Regions from separate parts of the Gasterosteus aculeatus genome. Here region 1 is linked to region 2. A link is a contact called in public Hi-C data. All regions are on one chromosome and are shown on one strand. The core of a region is the stretch at or near the end of the contact, and the rest is flanking DNA. Distances in the headings are between cores, read along the strand shown.

The links. Hi-C and Micro-C count contacts between places; a contact is called where the count stands out from the background.
Region 1: a contact with region 2 is called in a Hi-C map of skeletal muscle, with 2.8 times the contacts expected there. The contact joins two enhancer-like sites. A contact is called at or near these places in 4 of 6 Hi-C or Micro-C datasets (skeletal muscle, tail fin and whole body).

What each region holds. Positions count from the first base shown.
Region 1 is chr14:3,330,996-3,337,045 of fGasAcu3.hap1.1, reverse strand. The region is part of intron 4 of col5a1 (procollagen, type V, alpha 1); the gene reads right to left. Among protein-coding and RNA genes, the nearest start is that of col5a1, 21 kb to the right of the region's middle. Within about 2 kb of position 4,210, at least 1 of the 9 cell types and tissues checked has open chromatin away from gene starts, as enhancers often do.
Region 2 is chr14:3,288,218-3,294,260 of fGasAcu3.hap1.1, reverse strand. No RefSeq gene overlaps it. Among protein-coding and RNA genes, the nearest start is that of LOC120831989, 5.2 kb to the right of the region's middle. Within about 2 kb of position 4,005, at least 5 of the 9 cell types and tissues checked have open chromatin away from gene starts, as enhancers often do.

The sequences.
Region 1 (6,050 bases), core at 2,961-5,460, 43 kb before region 2:
AGTGACAGCTCAACGAGGAGCATCGCCCCCCCCCCCCCCCCCCCCACTGCAACACCCGAACACAACGCACAAAAAAAATCCCCGTCTCTCGTCTTTTAATAACTCTTGCGAAACCCTCTTGATGGCTCATCCTATCAGTGGGGTTTGTGGTGGATGCAAGAAAGCTGATCCCGAAACCCTCCCAGAACCACGAGCTGGTCCAAACGGCACAAAATGGGGCTGTGTTGGGAGCCTTTAATTGGTCTTATCCTGGCAGGACTGTTTGTAACAGCTGCGCTCAAAGGGGACGATGGGAATTCAGTGTTTGAAATGAGGTCACATTCAATTCAAGGCGTAAGCGCCCGGCGACAAACACACACAACTGCCCGTCAGTCTGCGGCGTCGCAGCCGTTTCCCTGTTCACCTTCTATTCCCCTTCCCCCCCCCGACTCCTTTTCTCCATCTTCAAGGATCAGTGTCACGGTAGATCCCGACCGCGAGAGGTTTGACGGTGATTGCGCCGGGATGAGAGCGAGGAGAAGAAGCTTGGTTGGGGAACTGGCGGAGGGCCTGAGTTGAGACGTGCTCGCTGGCGTTGGACCGTCCGGCAACAACGGTTCCAGGCGTCTGAAGTTTTATTCTGCTGAGGGTTTTGGGCTATAAAAAGGGGAAGTCAGGCTCTGAGCGCCGCACGGAACAAAACGCAGATGGACGGGCAAAGAAACATCAGAGACAACAAAAAATCCCCCTGGAAGGAAATTCTAGCAGAAAGAAGAAAAAAAAAATGCCGAGCAGCCAACTTTCTTAGTGGAAAACTGAATACTTTACATTTCCCTCAATGCAGCTTCCATGTAAAATCAGACGTGTATCAGTCATGACGCCGACTTTCTGCTATAAACTCCCAAAACCGATGCATGGTATCCCTGATAACATCAGCCGAGACGTCTCTCTCCTCCCGTGGACCGGCCTACACCTTCACAGTAAAACCAGTGTCAACATCTGGACCCGCTTCAGCTGGTTCTGATTTCCTCGTCTTCCAACCTCAGCTGCTCTCTTCACCGCACGTCACTCAACAGATTACGGGGCCCAACTTTATATAAGCTGCTGTTTAATAGATGCAGGCAAGCAGTGAACATCCCCACGTGCTGCACTCCGGTGGGACGCTAATGCCAACTTCATCAACTCCCCTTCAGCACGTGAGCAGTAAACTCGGCCCCGGCAGCGCATTTGGGGAGGACATATTTGCATGAACATGCGGGCGACTCGTCACTCGTTTGGATGACAGGAAATCGCACCGCAACAACGCTACTTGCTCAGTCAGGGATTCTGAATTCGATAACAGCGATTACTTCACCCAGACAGCGACAGACCGAAATATATGTCACACGGTTGACACATGGCAACATAGGAACACCCAAACGGAGCACTCCAAACAGCGGGAAGGAAACCTGGAATTATACGATCGCACACAAAACCCCCCCGGGGGGGGGGGAGGCGTGGAAGCCGTGCAATCAGCTTTCACACTCGAGAGGGAACGGCGACGTTTTTCACCGCCGCAGCACCACGTGACACATCACCGAGGTGCTTACGGCGGTAAGTTTCAGACAATAACAGGGTTACTGCCGTCAGCATCTCCCGGGACTCGGCTGAAATATGACTCCTCTCTCCGGCGGGGAAAAGGCCATTGGCCGTGGCTGTGGGCAGCAGTCAGTCCCACTTTGCATGCTTTGTCCTCAAGGAACTGTTGAAGACGCTTGCATGCGGACGCTGAACCGGCAACCCAAATCCTGATCCTGCAGTCTTCAGGACTACAGCAGCGGAACAAAGGCCGATCAGTAACACTTAGAAGCATCGACCTTCTCTTTTTCTCTGTATTTTATTTACTCAAATCTCACATCAACATCCCCCCCCCCCCATACTGGATGTTCTGGATGCGTCCAGGTGGTGGCAGGAGAGTGCTCCATCTGAACCTGACCCACAATCATGCAGGGTGGACCGAGGTCATGCTGATCCCTCTGGCACGGTGTCCAAAACAACTTCAGGCCGAAGTGGGGTCGGTTATTGCAACTACAAGCGTTACAGCATCCATGTATATCTTACTTACAGTATACACACAAAATGTATGCAGGAGGCATTTGGAGCCCGACGAACACTCGTTTTGATTAGTGAGGCCCCCCAAATAGACTAATCAATGCTCATTATTTCTCCAAATCCCCTGGGACACTTTCCAATGGCCTTTGGCACAACAGCTTCCCGGAGGAAAGAGTCTAGTTGTTGTTGTTTTTCTTGATTAAATGTCACCGAATAAAACACGGACTGGAGGGGGGCGCGCGGAGCAGTGTAAGACTCTGGGAGGTCCGAGCTGCATTTAAGGGGGGGAGAGCTGCTTTCCCGACATATTTACACAGTCACCGCCGAGCGGCGAGCCAGGCCCCGGCCCCTCTGCCAGCCCGCACCGACACACACAGCCCCAGCGCCTGGGCGAGCTCCGATCCCACCACCGCAGCCAAACAAGGCGTCGCAGGGGGTTAGCCCGCCGCGCAGAGGCCATTAATCAGCATGGACACACACACACACATGCACACGTATGATGCATTCCGGTACATGCAGAAAAAAGCTGGTTTAAAAAGGCACATATGCCTCCAGAGAACTTTCACTCCAATAAATCTCCAGAACCAAACCTTTAGCAGACATAAAGGTTGTTGTTGTTTTTTTTACCCACAAACCCTTTCCCCTCCAGGCTGCAGCTCAATCTGTACAGTCGGAGCAGCTGCCAAGAGCAACAGGCCCGTCTGCCACCCCACTTATCCACCGCACAGCACCTCCAGTCCCTCACCTCCTCGCCCCCGTCCTGCTCTCCTGGATCCCATCTGGGCCTCTTCGTCACGGCCCCCGGCCTCCCCTCGGTATAAGATTTTAATTCCATACCACATTCACATTTCCTGCTCGTTCGGGGCGGCGGGAAACCGGAGCGGGCTCACCTCGCCTAGCAGACGTAGATCCTGAGCGTTTGGCTGAAAGTCTACACGAGAGAAGTGCTGAGGCGACACTCCGGGGGGGCTCGCCGACACAGCGGAGGAATAACAGAGGGAATAACGGGGGCGAAAGACAAACATCTGACATGAGTTAGGGAAATTTTCTTAATTACCATGGTGGAAACTTCATCTTCCCCCCGGGATGCTACTGAAGTCTGCGCCCCATTCCTGGGACAGAAGCGCGTGTTCTGACGGTGACGCTGGACTTTAACCGTGGACAAGACAACGCATACAAACGCGTGAAGGGATTTCACATTACAGAACTGGCTGTGGACAAAGTGGTTTGAAATTCTAGTAACAAAGGACAATAGAGCAAAGAGAAGAGCTGTGTAAATATCATAAATCTGGGCTCTTTAACCCCAAGTGGGAAAATGGGCTAATTTATCCCAGGCTGGACTCTCGGCCCTGGACAAAAAGAAATATGTTTGTGCAAAAAAGTGTTCGACAATACTGTCAAGAGCCAATATGTGGCTCGGACTGTGGACAGGGAGATACGAGGGATCCTAAAAAAAAAAGAGTCAACTTTAAAGTTTCTAGAGAAGCTTTGCTAGAGCCATTTGCACGTAACACACCATGAATAACAGGAGCCTTGTCACGGACCAGAAACATCATTCAGACCAATTTTACTACTATCCCGGACAGCGGGCCAAGAAGAGGCTTAACATCTGCTGTAAAGGAAGCCATGTCAAATCTACAGTATAAAAAATGTTAATTTAGAACAGCCTCTATACATCGAGGCTTCAAAGTGACACATGAGCTGTAAATAACGGCCGATGAGTTAGATGGAGGGAACTTGAACACAAGTCAAGGGGTAAAGATGAGGACACGGGATGTGTACAAATATCAAAGCTCTCGACAAGCAGCCAGAGCGCCTCCCTACTACTTTTCCCTGGCTCTGGTTGCACCGCGTCAGCCGCCCGCCAACCGCCAACTCTTATCGCACTGCCTTTATCTCCCCCCCCCCACTCTGTCCATCTTTGATCCTTTATTCCATCATTTCTTTACCTAAACCCTCCGCTTCTGAAGCACATCCCGCTTTTCCGACCCCCTCCCCCCCTCCCATCTCCACCGACCGATCACCACATGCACCACATCACCCCCCTCCCTCTCGTTCAGACCGGCGGTCTGGGACAGCCTATCAGCGGATACCAAGGAAACCTCTGGATGAGGTCATGCGGTGCACGGTCGGCGTTCCAACACTGACATCAGCGGGAAGAGAGCTCCTCATTCTTTCCAGAGTGTGACTCAAAAGGGTTTTTTGGCTGCGCCGGGCCGAAGCCGCCGCTCCCCACTCCTCTCCATCCCGAACATCTTGTTCTCCGGATCTGGGCTCCTCTGACCCGGCTCTCCGGTGTCTAGAGAGACTAGATCATGCGTGCCTTCAACATCCATGACCCCCACAGTCCAGAAGGAAGACAACTAAGTCACTAAAAGTCATTAGCTGGTCTGTTGAAGAGTCTTGGTCCTTCATGAATGATAACCGAGCAGTAATCACTGTCTCATTGGCAACGGATGAGCGTCCCTTTATGCAGGCCAAAGGCCATGCCTTCACTCGCACTCGCCACAGAGCTCTTGCTTCTTCTAAATAACACTGTGGTACTTGCAGAGAGTAGGCGCTTTCTCTGTGGCCACCATCACCATGTCAGGAACCAAACCACAAACCACCTCTGCATACAGTCGTAAAAGCAAAGCGCCAGGCTACTACACTAATCAGTGTAAACTTAAACATTGCATTCACTCCCTTACGCCTTTTTATATAAATACGTTTTGATTTTATGATTTATTTTTTTAATAAAAAAAAAACATAGATTTTCTCTTTTTCTATAGGGAAATTCTTTCTATGCATTCGTCCTGAGGACGCGTGGAAATCTTTTGGGGCTTTTTTATTTTCTTTGTGTCGCTCTCCGTGCTCTTGATGGTAACTGACTCCGGCGAAAGTCAACACGGGATCAGACTAAACTACAGAGGGGAGAAGGGAGTCAGAGGAGGAAAGGAGCGCGGCCTGAGCGTAATTTGGAAAATATGTGGCATATTTTCCATTTTCTGCACGCACTGGAGCCTGTCCTGTCTCCCAACTGGCGGACGCACGGCGGGAGGGCTTCAAACATCTCACACACACACACACACACACACACACACACACTATCTGGCTTCCCACGGTAACCAGTGGACCCTGATAGCTGGTTGAATTGCCCCCCCACATCACTTCAATCTAAAGACCAGCGGGCAATGATGAGATTTCAGCTGTACATTACATTTGTGCAGAATAAATGCAGTCATCCGGTTGGTAGATTAAGGAATTTACTAGTGCACATTAGCCTGCTGTGTTTATACCGGGCAACAATATCCAAAGAATTGTATGTAAAGCATGTGTTGCTTCACTCGTTACTCATCTTTTACCAACTTTTGGGGATTGTGGGGGACGGAGTGACGTCATATTTCGTTCTTTTCGTCTGCTCTCCCTGAGCAGCAGTAAAGGTTAAAGGTCGGCTGGCTCAGCATCAGTCACATCAGTCAACCTCTGCTACTAATTATTATTGAGGGCCTCGGCGTCACAGACTAATCCCCCTTTAAACAAGCACAACTCTGCCGGGACAAAGACAACGCTTATTCCTTGTGCCTTGTGCGCTCGCTGTGCGCCGTAGTGTGTTTGTGCGTGCATGTTCCTGACAGGGGTCACGGCGAGGGGCCACAAATATCCACACAAAAGCTTGTTTAAGGAAACTGTACCAGCTAACTCACATTCTGCACACTGAGGAAAAAGCAAAGTAACAGAAACCCCAAAAAAGCTTCCTGTCTCTTGTCAGAATTAACGGCCGTCCTTCATCTCCGGCCACAAAGCGTTTACACGCATGGAAAGAAAAAAGGCAGGAAGAAGAGAATTCTGCATTCTAATGACAAAAACCCGTCGCCACTCGTCAAAAACCTCTGTAAACAAGAAAACGTTCAAGCCAATTTAGAGAAAGAATGCAACAATGAAACCAGAAACATAACTTTTAGAGTTGGACCGTGTTTTAACTGCATAGAAGCCACATG
Region 2 (6,043 bases), core at 2,756-5,255:
TTGCGGGACGACGAGACAACTGAAACAGTAGTTCTCCTCTAAGGGTGTGTGTTGCCCGTGCTTTTGTTTGTTTTCAAAAAGAAATCAAATCCAACGGAAAAGCCTCAACAAAAGTGGCACAAAACGTCGGTTCAGATGTCTCCGAGTTGAGAGGTGCCACAGATTTGCGGGGGAGTAGCTATAGAAAAGAAAAACAAAAGTCACTGAAACACAGGAGACCGGTGATTTTATAAAACTTTGGCTGCCTACAGGATTCTGTTCCCTCCACACGTCTGTTGATGATAATTGCTGCCATCTGTATTTCTGTGTCAAAGAGGGCACCAGACAGAAGTGGTTGGGAAATGTGGCCCAGAATCATGCGTCTACTGTTAAAACATCCATCTATTATCTTTCTTACTCAGATTTCATATACTGAAAACTGAAAAACGTTTATATACGTACATTTGTACATTTATATAAAATCTTAATCACCCCTTAATCATTCTCTGGCATTCTAATAAAGGAATACTGATCCCAGCTCCGGGTGTGTATATATATGAGGGATATTGCTTGCATATTGAAATTAACAGTATATCGCTGTATTTCCCTCTTGCTGAAAGGCTCCTTTGGGTGTCGACCTTTGCACCCACTGACCACAGTGGATCCCACGATCCAAGGTTCACACCCGGTCACACATCGATGGCAGAGCTTCCGGGAGCACGTTGGTGTTGAGTTTCATGCCCACAGACAATGTCGCCTTGTTACACCAGTAAAGAAATTACATAAATTCCACTTCTATGCTGATGACACTCAAATGTACAAATGTAGTGCTAATATACATTAGCCTACTGAGGAGTAGTTTACAAACCTAATTTATTACACATATGCAGGTTTCATTAGCTTTCAGATCATCACCCCAGTTCTTAAATAGTTTGGTGTACTTTTAGTTCAATTAAGCTGAACCAAAGATTTTGTAGATTATTGTTTTTAAACTGCCGCACCTCTTCAGACTGTCATATAATCATGACTGAGTACCTTTCTTTCCTTCTCTTTGATCCGGGGGTTCTGTCATTGGCCCCCTCGCCCGTGAAGGTCCTTCACACCCAGAGGTCATTTAAGGTCATTACTCGACCCTCAGCAACGGTAAGTCTGCACACGTTCTCCTTCCATCAACCGGAAAATGCAGTTTTTTACAACTCACCTCGACATGTGAATGCCGTGGACCATTGCAAGGAGCAATGGGGCGGGAGGGGGGGGGGGGGCTGGCGTGGCTTGTGTTGTTTGATTGAAGGCAGCTTGTTGTTCTTCGTTTCCATGATGTTTTGAGGACAAATGAAGGAAGGCGGACTTACGACAGCAGCTGGGAATTATTTGTGTTCTTGGTCTTGGCTGATATTCTCAGAGATGATCTAGATGATTTTAGATGATTGAACTCACAGCTGTGTGTATATTTTGCTGGCCATTGGGCGAGTTTCTTTTTAGATGGTCATGGCACTGTCATCTTGAAGATATTATTGGTTGAATCAATTTTTTTTTTAAAAGCACAATAACAAATCTAAACTGGTTCCCTGTGTGAGGATATTGTAGCCCTCAATGCGAGTAAATTGCGACTTGCAACCCTCCATGTGAAATGTTCCAGACGAGCAGCATGAGGAACCCTGCCCAAGCGCAGCATGACAAAACGGTGTAAAGCCTCTGCAGGAGCCAAACTCTGACACTAGTGTTGTAAAGCCCACAACACTGCCTGAAGAATAATATATTGGCCTAATATATCCCATAACATGGAAAATATGAGAAAGTTTTAGATCTCAAATGTGAGTTATTGCAAAAAGCCCGATTTCACATTTCAGGACCATATGAAACCTAATTTCTGACGTCTGTGCACTGAAACAACATAGTGGAACAAGGCTCAGCGCTCCTGGAGGAAGGATATTAGTTGCTAACACTTACTGATTACCACGTTGAATTAATGTCTTTTAAAGCCGAACTTATTTATTTCTTGGCATCTGGTGGCGACGTGCTGGTCATGGTCTCCTTGGGGAATCCCTCAACATAGGAAAGGAATTTATCACCCTGTGAGTCAGACCTTTTTCCACTTTTCCAAGCTGACGAAAGGATAACCCACCGGGGGTGGAGGCCTTGTTCAGGCTGTTGGATGAGGGTGAGCGTTGGCTCATAACCCCCCCACCCCAACCACCCGACTTAAAAAAAAAAAAATAATCTTCCAGCCTCTTTCCTCTGCTCCCCCAAATGAGACATCCGTGACCAATCGGGGGAGATGATGCTCGCGGAAAAAGAGCGCAACTGTGCCACATTGTAGACGAGTTGGGTCATGATGGTCGGTGGTAATGGTACCCCACGCGAGACAGGAAGCGGGGTGGGGGGGTAGGGGAGGGGGGCTGCGGTCCGCTGCGGTCCGCGGGCCCCGCTGGAGACGCCGACGTCACAGGCCGCTGTGGCCCGGATCGCTGGGTCGGTTTTCGAGAGGAGGAAACGCCTCCGTCACCTCGGTGACCTGCGTATGTCCAACGTGTTCTGCCCGCCTGCTTCCTCCTCTCATTTACCGGCCTCCCGTTTCATGTTCGGTCTTGCGAAAGCGCATTTGAAAGTTGCAGCTTTGCCTTTAATGTCAACAGGACTTTCTCTCTTCCCTTCCTAAAAACTGGGCCCAAAACCAGACAATAGCAGGGCAATGAATGAAAAATGATGGATGGGCCAGAAAATGTGATAGTTTTGAGTCAGTTTGATAGAGAGGGCAGAAGTTGAGAGATCATAATATGCTCAATGAGCCGTTTTTGGTTTGCCTGTTTGCAGTATGGACACAAACATCTGGCAAACAGCTTTCTCCACATCCCCTTCCACCATTAACCCTCCTCTTTTCCCCCATTTCCTTCTTTCATAATCCCACATCTCTACTTCTCCGTATGAATGTCGAGTAGGCGTGTACTCCACTTGGTATCGCTTGCCGTTGTATTTGCCTTTAGAGAAACAGATTTGTATGATCCTTGTGAAATGCAGCCTGTGAACAGTATACATCAGGAAATGATTAATGTAACTCTTTTTTAAGCCGTTTTTACAATAACTGTCATAAAAGGCTACACTTTTCATCAATACAGAATGAGTAAAGTGTCGCCCTCCGGTGGTGGGAATGAGAAGGAAGGAAAATGGTTGCCAGATATTTTGTCTTTCTGGCCACAAAAGAGAACAAAAAAAATCAAGACTATAAATATAAGATGGATCAATATACCTGTTGGCGTCACACTTAATTTTCTTAAATCTGAGAAAATCAACCTGGATATTAATTAAAATTTAAAACTAAAAAAAGTATTTCCTTGAGGAAAACATTCAAATAAAGCCAAGAAACCGGGTTTGGCTTCAGGTTGCTGCACAAAGGCGGCGACTTAGAACGCTGTCAGAACAAAGGCCGTGTTTACACAGTTTGGTTATACATTGCATCTTTGTCTATGTTCTGATAAACAATCTTTTCCCTTCTTTTCTTTTGCTCTTCCCCCTCTTTGCTCCATACTGCTGATGTGTCACCAGCCCCCCTATTCTTCTGCAGCTCCCTCTTCTCTCACACACACACTCGCTCTAGCGTTTCCAGATGTGCGCAGGAATGATGTCATGGCAGACCGGAGGCATTGGACTTCTGGTCCTTTTCTCTTTCTTTTTTTTTTTTTTCCCCTCCAGAAAACATCCATCGCAGACGAGGGGGCAAGAGGCGGAAGAGCCAAGCGTTGATAAGTTCCCAGACCTTAATATCGCTCTCTGATAAGTTGAGTGTCTCGGTTTTTCTGAGTCACAACCTGTCTTTGAACTCCCACCTGGGTTATCCTCCGCCTCACCCCTGCAGCTGCTGGAAAAGTGTGTCCACGTGTGCGTTTCATCATGGTTGTGCGCGGACCACCAATGGTACCCGAACATCCCAGCACACGTGTTCGTCAGCATTCTGCAGATGGGGCTCTGTGCAAAAAGGAGGTTAGCTGCCAATGACTCAGGGAGCAGGAGGAGAGGCGGAGTCGGCGAGTGTTGTGGCGGTTGCTAGGCGACGGCAGTGTAAATAAATTGTAAGAGACGGAGAAGAAAGGAGGCCATGTAAACTGTGGCCGGCCACATGAGGTCTGTCTGAGATCTCTGGGGGGAACAGAGGGATGACTGGGGGGGGGGGGGGTGACGGGAGCTGTCCCTGACCGTGTTGCACACCCCAGCTGGACTGGAATTTGGGCCTCAGTCACCAGCTGCAGTGAAAATCTGCACTCTCGCAAGAGCTGCCGTCCGGTTGGAGTGAGAAAACTACGGAAACAAAAAACAGGAATCGTTGTCCGCGACAACGGAGGTCGACGAACGTTGTAGTTCAGCTCATCTTCAAAGTAACTGGATCTGATACTATCATGAGCATCAAAAAGAAACACTTTGTGTGTGTGTTCATACTCTACGTATCCTGTGTTCTACTTGTGCAGGTTGGCATGGGAAGAAAGATCACAGTCAAGTCAAGTTGTGAAAAATGAATAAACACACTTGAATGAAGGACGACATGGATTCTGTGTAACGCGCAAAGGGTTGGATTGTGTTGTCAAAGCCACATTAGAATCCCGCCCCCCTTACAGTAGCTGCTAAAGAAACACAATGTTCCCTAAAAGGGTGTCGACGTGCAGCAAAAACAAAAGGAGCGAGAGTTTCGATGATCCATCAGATGAACTTCACATGAATACCAACGTGGTTCCTTTCGATCTGTTTAACGCACACACACAGATACATTCGGGTTGGCATTCTTACCCAAAGTCAGTGTACGACAGCGTCAGACGCTGCTACGTCGTGTTGAATCAGCCACAGGTTTTTCTTATAAAACATCCATGATGGCTGCACGTCCCGTTTGCTGGGCTCTGATTTTCCCCCCCGTTGGATGTCTTCATAACCCGTCTTTGATATTACTGTTACGATGTAGCGTTGTCACGTGACTCTTCTCTGAGGAGTAGAGCGATTTAGCGGCTAATCGCTGACTTTAATCAGATTACCTGACTATAGCCATGCAGCTCAAGTCCCCGGGCCACCCGCACACCACACAGGCCCGGTTTGGACCCGACACTTTTCTGTTTTTTTTTGTTTTACACAATATACTTAGTGAGGACACACGGCTCCGAGCGAATGATCCAACCAGGAGACGGACGAGCGCATTTGATCCTCTGTTGTGATTATAAATTAAACCAAATCTTTATTCCCACCTCAATCCAAATCCCCTTTCTGTTTGTCTCCGTCGGGTGGTTTCGCCACAAAAGGCGGCGTGACGGATCTCCCTGCTGAGGTTAATCCGTCCTGATCTGTGTGGCACCCTTGGGTGCTCTGTTCCCCTCATGATCAAATGAATGTTTTGGTCTTCAATTGATTTAAAACCGTAATCTCCGAATATCCCTCACGGCTGCTGTATCGTCCACATTTTTTGAGGGATTGAAAACAGCAAAAAAAAATAATAATAATCTCACTGCCGGCTTTATTTTCCTGTGATAGTGAATCCTAGCAACGGCCCAAACGCGTCACTGAAGTTGAAACCTGGTGGAGACAGCCTGAGAACGTCTACGTCATCGGGCTCAGTGCGGGTCACTCGCAAGCAGCGAGCCTCATAAAAGTGATTAATAAGAGATTATTGAGACCGTTTTAAATCTCTCCAAACTTCCTCAAGTAGTCCGTCCTGCTCCGTTTAATAATAAAGCATTTCTGTATTTTTTCACAGGGAAAAAAAAAGCTGCTCAAATAAAGAAGCCAGTCATTTGGGGTCTGACGGTTTTAAAAGACGAGGCCAATATCAATAGTTCACATATTAACTTTTTCCAACAGGCCGGGAACCTGGTGGAATATTTTGTTGCACTTTTCTGAAAAACCCCCTTCAATCAAAAACATTTGTTTTACTCGTATTGCACTCAATTAAACTGTTGTCATATTTCATCTTGAATCACATTGACCGCAGCATTATGGTCATATAATAGCGACAGCGAGAGCTAATAGCGGAATGTTTTCATGCCATAAACGCTGTGGATCGACAACCTTTTGAACTCTGCAATAGAAATGA